Linked DNA regions of Rattus norvegicus: region 1 is linked to region 2. The links are chromatin contacts, called in public Hi-C maps. All regions are on one chromosome and are shown on one strand. Each heading gives the region's core, a stretch centred on a gene start, on an enhancer-like site or on the middle of the called end of the contact. The rest is flanking DNA. Distances are from core to core; before and after follow the strand shown.

What was found. A called contact is a pair of places that touch in the nucleus more often than the background predicts.
Region 1: a Hi-C map of liver shows a contact between it and region 2, with 2.9 times the contacts expected there. The contact joins two enhancer-like sites. A contact is called at or near these places in 3 of 12 Hi-C or Micro-C datasets (kidney, liver and mammary epithelial cells).

Annotation. Positions count from the first base shown.
Region 1 is chr18:30,949,469-30,953,003 of GRCr8, forward strand. All of the region lies in intron 2 of Fgf1 (fibroblast growth factor 1), which reads right to left. It also overlaps a transcript of Arhgap26 not described here. Among named protein-coding and RNA genes, the nearest start is that of Fgf1, 10 kb to the right of the region's middle. Within about 2 kb of position 1,548, at least 23 of the 93 cell types and tissues checked have an H3K27ac peak or open chromatin away from gene starts, as enhancers often do. A contact at or near this core is called in kidney and liver, where this site is marked.
Region 2 is chr18:30,783,923-30,787,907 of GRCr8, forward strand. It overlaps a transcript of Arhgap26 not described here. Among named protein-coding and RNA genes, the nearest start is that of Spry4, 83 kb to the left of the region's middle. Within about 2 kb of position 1,694, at least 7 of the 93 cell types and tissues checked have an H3K27ac peak or open chromatin away from gene starts, as enhancers often do. A contact at or near this core is called in kidney and liver, where this site is marked.

The DNA.
Region 1 (3,535 bases), core at 298-2,797, 170 kb after region 2:
TGGGAATTGAACTCAGGTCCTCTGGAAGAGCAGCCAGTGCTCTTAACCACTGAGCCATCTCTCCAGCTTCCTTTGTCCTTTATTGTGTGTGTATGAAGTGTGTATTGAAGGGGGTGTGCATGCTGTGACTTAAGTGTAGAAGTCAGAAGACAACTTTCTGGAGTCAGTTCTCTCTTTCCAAAAGCTTTACGCAGATTCTATTCAAAACAAAACAAAACAAAACAAAACAAAACAAAACCAAACCAAACCACATTCAGGTTTTAGACTTGCAAGCAAGTACTTTACCTACCAAGCTACCTTGCTGGCCCAAAGACTCAATTCTTGCTCCTGGTGATGTCTGAAGTGATCTGTGACCCATCTCAGGCTTGAGTACAGGGAATCCATAAGATACAAGCACCCTTAGGACCCAGAAGTACCAGGGGTGGGATGCGGATGAGATGGGGAGTCACAGGAGCCTACATTCTCTGTGGTCAACACCCGCCACCAGGTGAATGGTGTCCTCACTGGGGAGAGACCTGCTGGGTGTACGCAGGAAAGGCAGCAGGCCTGGCCATTTCAAGGTGCTTATTATTGAAAAACAAAGTGCACAGCTAACTGAGTACTTCCTTTAGCTCAGTTCCAAGATGGAGATGGCAAATCTTGATTTAGCAGAACAGGAAACAGCTTTCTAAAGACAACCTAGTGGTCAATAGGAAATTTCTTCAGAAATTCAGAGCCTTATAAAAATTGATTTGAAGAGAGTTGGAAAAGGCTTATGTGGTAGATTTTTTTTTTTTAAACTATCAACGTGTTACTCTGTAGCCCAGGCTGAATCTGGCAGTTGCAGTGATTCTCCTGCCTCAGTCTCCCAAGTACTGTTATGGCAACCATGAAGTGCGGTCTCCAAGTGTTTGGTGGATCTGTGGCCCTATGTTTCCTGAGGAGATGCAGGCTTGTACCTTTAGGTGTTTTGTTTTGATTCTGGTTTTGGTTTTTGGTGCTGGGCATTGAACCTAGGACCTGGTTTGTGCTAAGCATAGATGTTGAAAGGTGTTGGTTTGAGAATACAAAACATAAGTATCAGCCTGAAATGTACGAGATCACCTTGGTGGCTTGCACTCCTGTTTTACACTCAGTGTTCAACACCCTGTGGTCTCTGGGTACTTACAGCTCCTTCTGAAGAGGAGCCCAGCGCTTTCCAGAGGCTCCACTAGCCTCCACCTGGGTCCTAGTGCTGTATATCTAAGGCATAGCTGCGTCCGTTTTCTTGTATGTGACCATTAGCTTCCACGCAGCCGTAACCAAAGCTTGTTCATAGAGAGGTACATGATCCCTTACTTTCTAAGAGCAGAAAGAAGGGAAAAGAATCCAAGGTAGCTAGTGCCAAGAGTGGTGAGCTCAGGGGCCACACCCCTATCTACTCCTGTCCTGCGCTAGGGATCTTTACTGCTAAGGCGACAGCTGGTATCTTGGAAGCCAGAAAGGAGGGCCTCACTCCTGTGTGGCATGGCCTGCCCTTTCTGCCTCCTGCCTGGGGAGAGGCCACAGAGATTACGTGCCCAGTTTATTCTGGGTTGGAGACTTCCCGTCCTTGGTTGTGTTTACTCAGAGTGAGGTCAGCCTCATTCAGAACTCAGCCAGGTTGTTTTATGTCAGTGGAGTTTATAATTAAAGTGTAACCACAAGCCAGGCTTTGCAAAACATTAAAAGACAGACAAGAGGAAAAATGGACTGGAGGGGGGAAAATTCCAGTGGTTTTCAGTGTGTGTGTGTGTGTGTGTGTGTGTGTGTGTGTGTGTGTGTGTGTGTACATACATATGGAAAAGAGTTTGTGCTAACATTTGTGAAGGTGTCTTGTCTTTTAACATCTGGAAAAAAGTCAGTGAATTTTTTTATTTAGCCCAGAGATTGACTAACACATTTGCGTGTGTGTTCATTCATATGTATAATGTAGCTTCTCTAGAAGAATTCCCCTGTAATCAAATAAGGGGTCTTGGGTTAGACTCAGGGACCTGGGAGGCTGATGTACCACATGTGGCAGGCTGGTGTACCCTGTTGGGGGGACATTCCTTCCTGTAGGCCCGCCCCTCTCTCTGGCTACAGCATCAGGGCCCAGACCTCCCCAATGTGGTTATTTGGAAGGCTGCTCTGACTCGGAGGCCAAGCTGGTGGGGAATAAGATGCCTTTGCCATTAAATGTGGATTCCCATCAGACCAGACAACGGAAGTCTGGACTCCCCCCAAACAGTCTGCAGGGAGGGATTTCACTAGAGTGTGGTCTGCTTGTATCCAGGGCAATGCAGTAAGATCCTTTGGACCAGCAAACTCCCCTGGTGCCTTTAGGATGTGGCTAGATTTATAAATATTTGATTGGCACACACTCGGCTGAAGAACATTTCCATCTGTGTGGCGAGAGTGTGGAGGATCCCCCCTCTCCTACCCCCGGTCTCTTTCCTACGCGCTGGGGGAGGCTGTAGGGCTGTAGGCTCCACGAGGAGGCTGGAGCTTAGGGATGTTCAAGAGTGGTGTGCCCTTGCTGTCTGTACAGCTGCTGTTCCAGTTGTTGAGTAAGAGTAAGTCCTGGCAAGCCTTCGCCAGAGAGGACACTCTGGCAGACAAGCAGAGAGCTCTTGACATTGGTGGCTTCTGTGCCATGGAAGCCAAGTGGGAAGAACCTGATGGGCTATGGCATGGGCAGGCTGTGGCTCTGCGGCAGGTTGCAGGCGTTCCAACTGACACAGTCCCAGAGAAGCTGGGGTGTACAGTCACTGGAAATCCTGTGAACAAGCTTAACATTTAATTTCATGGCCAGCTATCAGTCTTAGGAAGACAGTGACAACCATGGGGAATGTCACCGTTTTGAACATTTAGGGGCCCAACAGTGTGCTGGACACCCTCAGAAACATCACATCTCACATCCCTACTTTCCAGGGACATAGATAACTGTTAGCATGCCTGTCTTCAAGACAAGGAAACTGAGGCACCGAGAGGAAAACTAACTGCCACAAGGTGGCCCAGCTCTGGTAAACACAGTCAGAAGACATCAACCTGTCCTTGCTTGTCTGTACCACGCGCTAGGATAAGTGCACCAATGTAATTAGTTTGTGGGGTGAAAATGTTAGTACCAGGGTGGTGGGATCCTCAGGAAGAGCAGGTTAGTATTAGGACAGAGAAATAATTTCCACATGCTGTCCCTGTGAGGGGCTGGTCACATCCTGTTAGCTTTTGGGTTTTCAGCACAATGGTGACTAGCAACCCCGGAGGGCTGTTGTTAGCTAGGAATGACCTGTGCAGGGCCTAGCGTGTGTCAGTGCTTGACTGGCATTTCTTGAGATATTGTTGGGTTTAAATTTCTCTGCCAACAATGCAAGTCGGTGGCTCATCAAATTCAATGCTCACCGGGCACTGAACCAAGGGACAGTCGGTACGCTGGACACAAAAGCTGCAGTGTGGAGCATTAAGAGCCAGAGTCCTTGTACTCAGGCGGCCCTGCAGGAGAGACGCCCAGTAAATAACTGGACGAGTAAATGCAGAAGTGTAGCTACAAGGAGAGACA
Region 2 (3,985 bases), core at 444-2,943:
TGCACTTCTGAACTCTGCCCTGCGCTGGGGCTGGGCTTTGCTCTTGGTGTTATTTCCCATTACGTGGTTTGGGAAGACGTTGCTAGAGGCCCAGTTAGAGGCTGTGGCGGTCAGATTAGCCAGCCATGCAGAACACAGCACGGTACTATTGAAGGAGGAAGTGCTAAAAAGCCAAACTACAGCCAGCGTATGCTTTTGGGGAAGGCTAGGCCAGAGAGGCTGCCAGTCACGCCCTTTGTCTCACAGTGTACCCAGGCTGTCCTTAAGCAATCCATCCTGCAGTTCTGTTTCCCATGGGCTGGGGTTACAGGTGGGCACCATCACACTCAGCTCTGGTTTAAAAAATAATGCTTTGAGACAGGGTCTCACTGTCTCTGACGGGCCTGGAACTTACCCTGTAGTCTAGGCTGGCCTGGGACTCATAGAAATCCACCTTCCCTTTCCTCCTGAGTGCTGGAATGAAAAGACTGAGAAAAAAATTTAAGGCTGTATTAGCACCTACTAGAAGTTAAAAAATATTTTATGTGCTAATGAGATAGCTCAGCCTGAGTGTGATCCCTGGGACCCACCATGGTGGAAGGAGAGAACAGGCTTAAGTTGTTCCCTGCATGAACACACACACACACACACACACACACACACACACACACACACACACACGCAGAGAAAGAATAAATGTCAATTTTAAAAATTAAAAATTTTAACAATTTTTGTAAACTGCTTTGATTAGCTGCATGTATATATACATACATATATTACAGTTCTTAAGTGACTCAGGAGATGGACGGAGGTTAGTAGGGCAGCTGAGAAAGGGGCTTTGTCCTGCACGTGGTTCCCGCAGGTGAGTTGGGGGTCCCTGAACTCTTAGCCACTTTTGTGTTCACAGCTGTGTGGGGGAGGGTGAGGATTAGCAGCGTAGGTGGACCATAATATTATGGTCTTGTTTTGTTTTTGTTTTTTTAAACTCAGCACCATCTGCTTCAGGATCTTCACAGGCTCAGAGCTCTCCCCGCAAGTCCTTCCTCCCAAGTAGGTATCCATATCTAGATGCCTAAATTCACTCTGCACAATTGACAGATGTGCAGTATAGAAAACACAACCAGTCAGCTACCAGCTCAGTCTGTAGTCGTTTCTATCACCCGGGCATAGCAAAGAACCTGGGATACTGGCCAGGCAAATACCCTGATTTAAAAAGACTTGGCTGCACGTCTGTCAGACAAAGGCACGCAAAGAGTTTGGTAGGGGAGGAACTCTAAAAGTTAGTGACAGTTGGTAGGGGTGAGGATACAGTGACAGAGACCCATGCCTGTGTGAAGGCTGCCTATGTGAAGCTCCATAGGAAGCTGAGTTTCCTTTGTCATGGCTCTGCCTTGAGAATCAGCGCAGTCCTGAGTGAATGAGCACAATGCAATCAGAGGGACACTTAGATAGGAACAAAGCTGCTTGTGTAAGTGTGTGTGTGTGTGTGTGTGTGGGGTGCCCAGCTCTCTTCAGCATAGTCCGGAAATTCATCCTGTAACAATGAACTGTAATTCCAAGTCAATGACACCTTCTAAATCCTCTCAGACTCTGCCCAAAATTACAGAGGAGGAGGGATGGCGAGTCCATTCCATTCAGTTAGAACTGGATACCTGTGTACTTTGCTCAAATGCCTGGGATCTAATGGAGATGGGCTGGCAGCCAGGAACAAAGCAAGTCAATACCGGGCTTGGAAGAACGCTGATGCTCGGGCAGATAATGAGGAAAGGGCTAGGACCTGAAAGCCTGACCTCGGAGTCTTCCTGTGTAATGAACGCAGCATAATGGAGGGCTGAGAGCTGAGCCCTGGGTGCACCTGTGTCTGGGTGAGCCAGCCAGCATCCTGGCTGGATCCCTCAATAACATGGTGATCCTGGTGGGAGCCTGGTGGCCTTCAGACTGCCTCGTCTGTGCACTGGACAGAGTAGGAAGCGAGTAATTTCCTCTGTGGGAGACAGGCGTGGGGCTTAGTGGTCAAGAACTTGAACTTGGCTTAGAGACCTAGTGCCCCATTTACTAACTGTGTCGACTTGTGCCCATTTATGCTGAGTCTTAGGTTTATCTGTAAAGTGAGGGAAGGAAATTATACACTTTTCCTACGGGGTTATTGTGAGGATTGAGTAAGACGAAGGATTTGAAAAGCACTTTTCAGTGTTTATGGCACTACACTTGAGTACTTGATAAATATATCTGTTATTAAAGAATGTAGCTATGGGACTGGGGGCATGTCTAGTGGTAATGAGACCCTGTGATTGTTACCAGCACCAGGGGAGGGTTGGGGGAGGGAAGTTATGGCTGAAGTGACTGAGCGGTTGAAGGTGCCTGCCGCCCAACCTGGCAACCTGAGTTCAGTCTCTGAAACCCACATAGTTGAAGGAGAAAACTGAACCCAGAAAGTTGTCCTCTGACCATATGGGCACCACGACACATTGCTCGGATACATGTATGTGCACATACATGTACACACAAATAAACAAATGTAATAAAAAGTTGAAGAAAGGGATGATGATCACTGTTTTAGTTATGTGCCTCGTGGCTGTGGCAGATTACTGGAAGGTGCAACCTAAGGAAGGGTTAATTTTGGCTCGCAGGGGATGTGAGGTAGCTGGTCACATTGAAGAAACAGAGACGTGAATGTGGATGCTAAACACGTGTTTTCCTTTTCATTCAGTGTGGGGCTGCGAACTGTGGAATGATGTTGCCCATGGCTCTTCTACTTCCATTTATGCTGTAGCTACTCCCTCATCGCGTGCCCAGAAACTTCCAGAAAATGCTTTCCTTGGTGATTCTGGGTCCCTGTCAGTTACCACCGCCATTACAGTATGACAACTGTTTTCTTTTCTCCCTCTATGCACTCTGGACATGGCTTCTTCTACTTTACTCCCCACCTTGAAATAAAGAATGAACTCAGGTTGTTGGATAGAGAGGTGGTGGGTGAAGTTTTACAACAAGGCTCTTGTGACCATGAACTCCAGATTCACACACTCAAAGGACAGTTCTCTGAAGTTGAAGTGGGAGACGTACCACAGGGGGACATGATAATTTGATTTTCTCCCCATAGTGAACATTGACTGTCTCAAGGAAATGCTCCTTCCGGGATGCTAAGCTGTGAGTCATTCAGGAGTCTGCCTCTCTAGCAAGCTCCCAAGTGTTGCTTCTGTTCTTCGTTCTGAAATCACATTTTATCTCCAAAAGTCCTAGGTGGCCTTGAGTCCCTTGGCACAGTGGCACATCTGACTTCTTTACTTCCTTGAAAACACTCAGCTAGTTTTGGGATTTAAAGCACCTCACTGGCTAGATAACCTTGGTTTCCAGACGGCAGGGATGAGAGGTGTGTAGAGTCCTTTGGTTGACCAGTTGCCTGAAGCATTTTCCCAACAATTCTACTTGATTACTTTGGCTAATAGCTGGCATTTACAGTCTCACTTTTGGCTTTTAGTGGGAGATAGCCATGGCTGGGGGTTCTACAGTGGCTGTGAAGGGTCAGCAGTCCCTTGAAACATTTGCAAAATTTTCTCTGTCTGTTTCCTTGCCTGGAGAGTTCCTGTAGCGTTCAGCAGCAGTGTTTCCTGGGGAGTCCGTTTCCTCAAAGGTGTGCATCCAGGATAGCCCCAAATATGGCCTGACAGAAAAATCACATACTTACTAAAAACATTTAAGATTCCTATTTGATGACTCAGTTGCATAGTTTCCCACATGAACCATGTTGTGTTGAGTTGTCAGAAGGTTGGACATGCCTATGTGAGGCTGAAGAAGCAGTGAATTCTCCTTGGATCTCCACAGCATGCTGTATGCCCTCACATGTCTGTTTGGAAGGTCTATATAACTATTCTGCTAGCCAAACTGCCACAATCTTCATGAGAACAGCTGTGCCCACTTGCAAAAGATCATCACAGCTGGGCTTGTTGACCTTCCATCATAGAAGGAGCATTGGGGAGGGTCATGGGACCCGGCACTGGAGTATCCA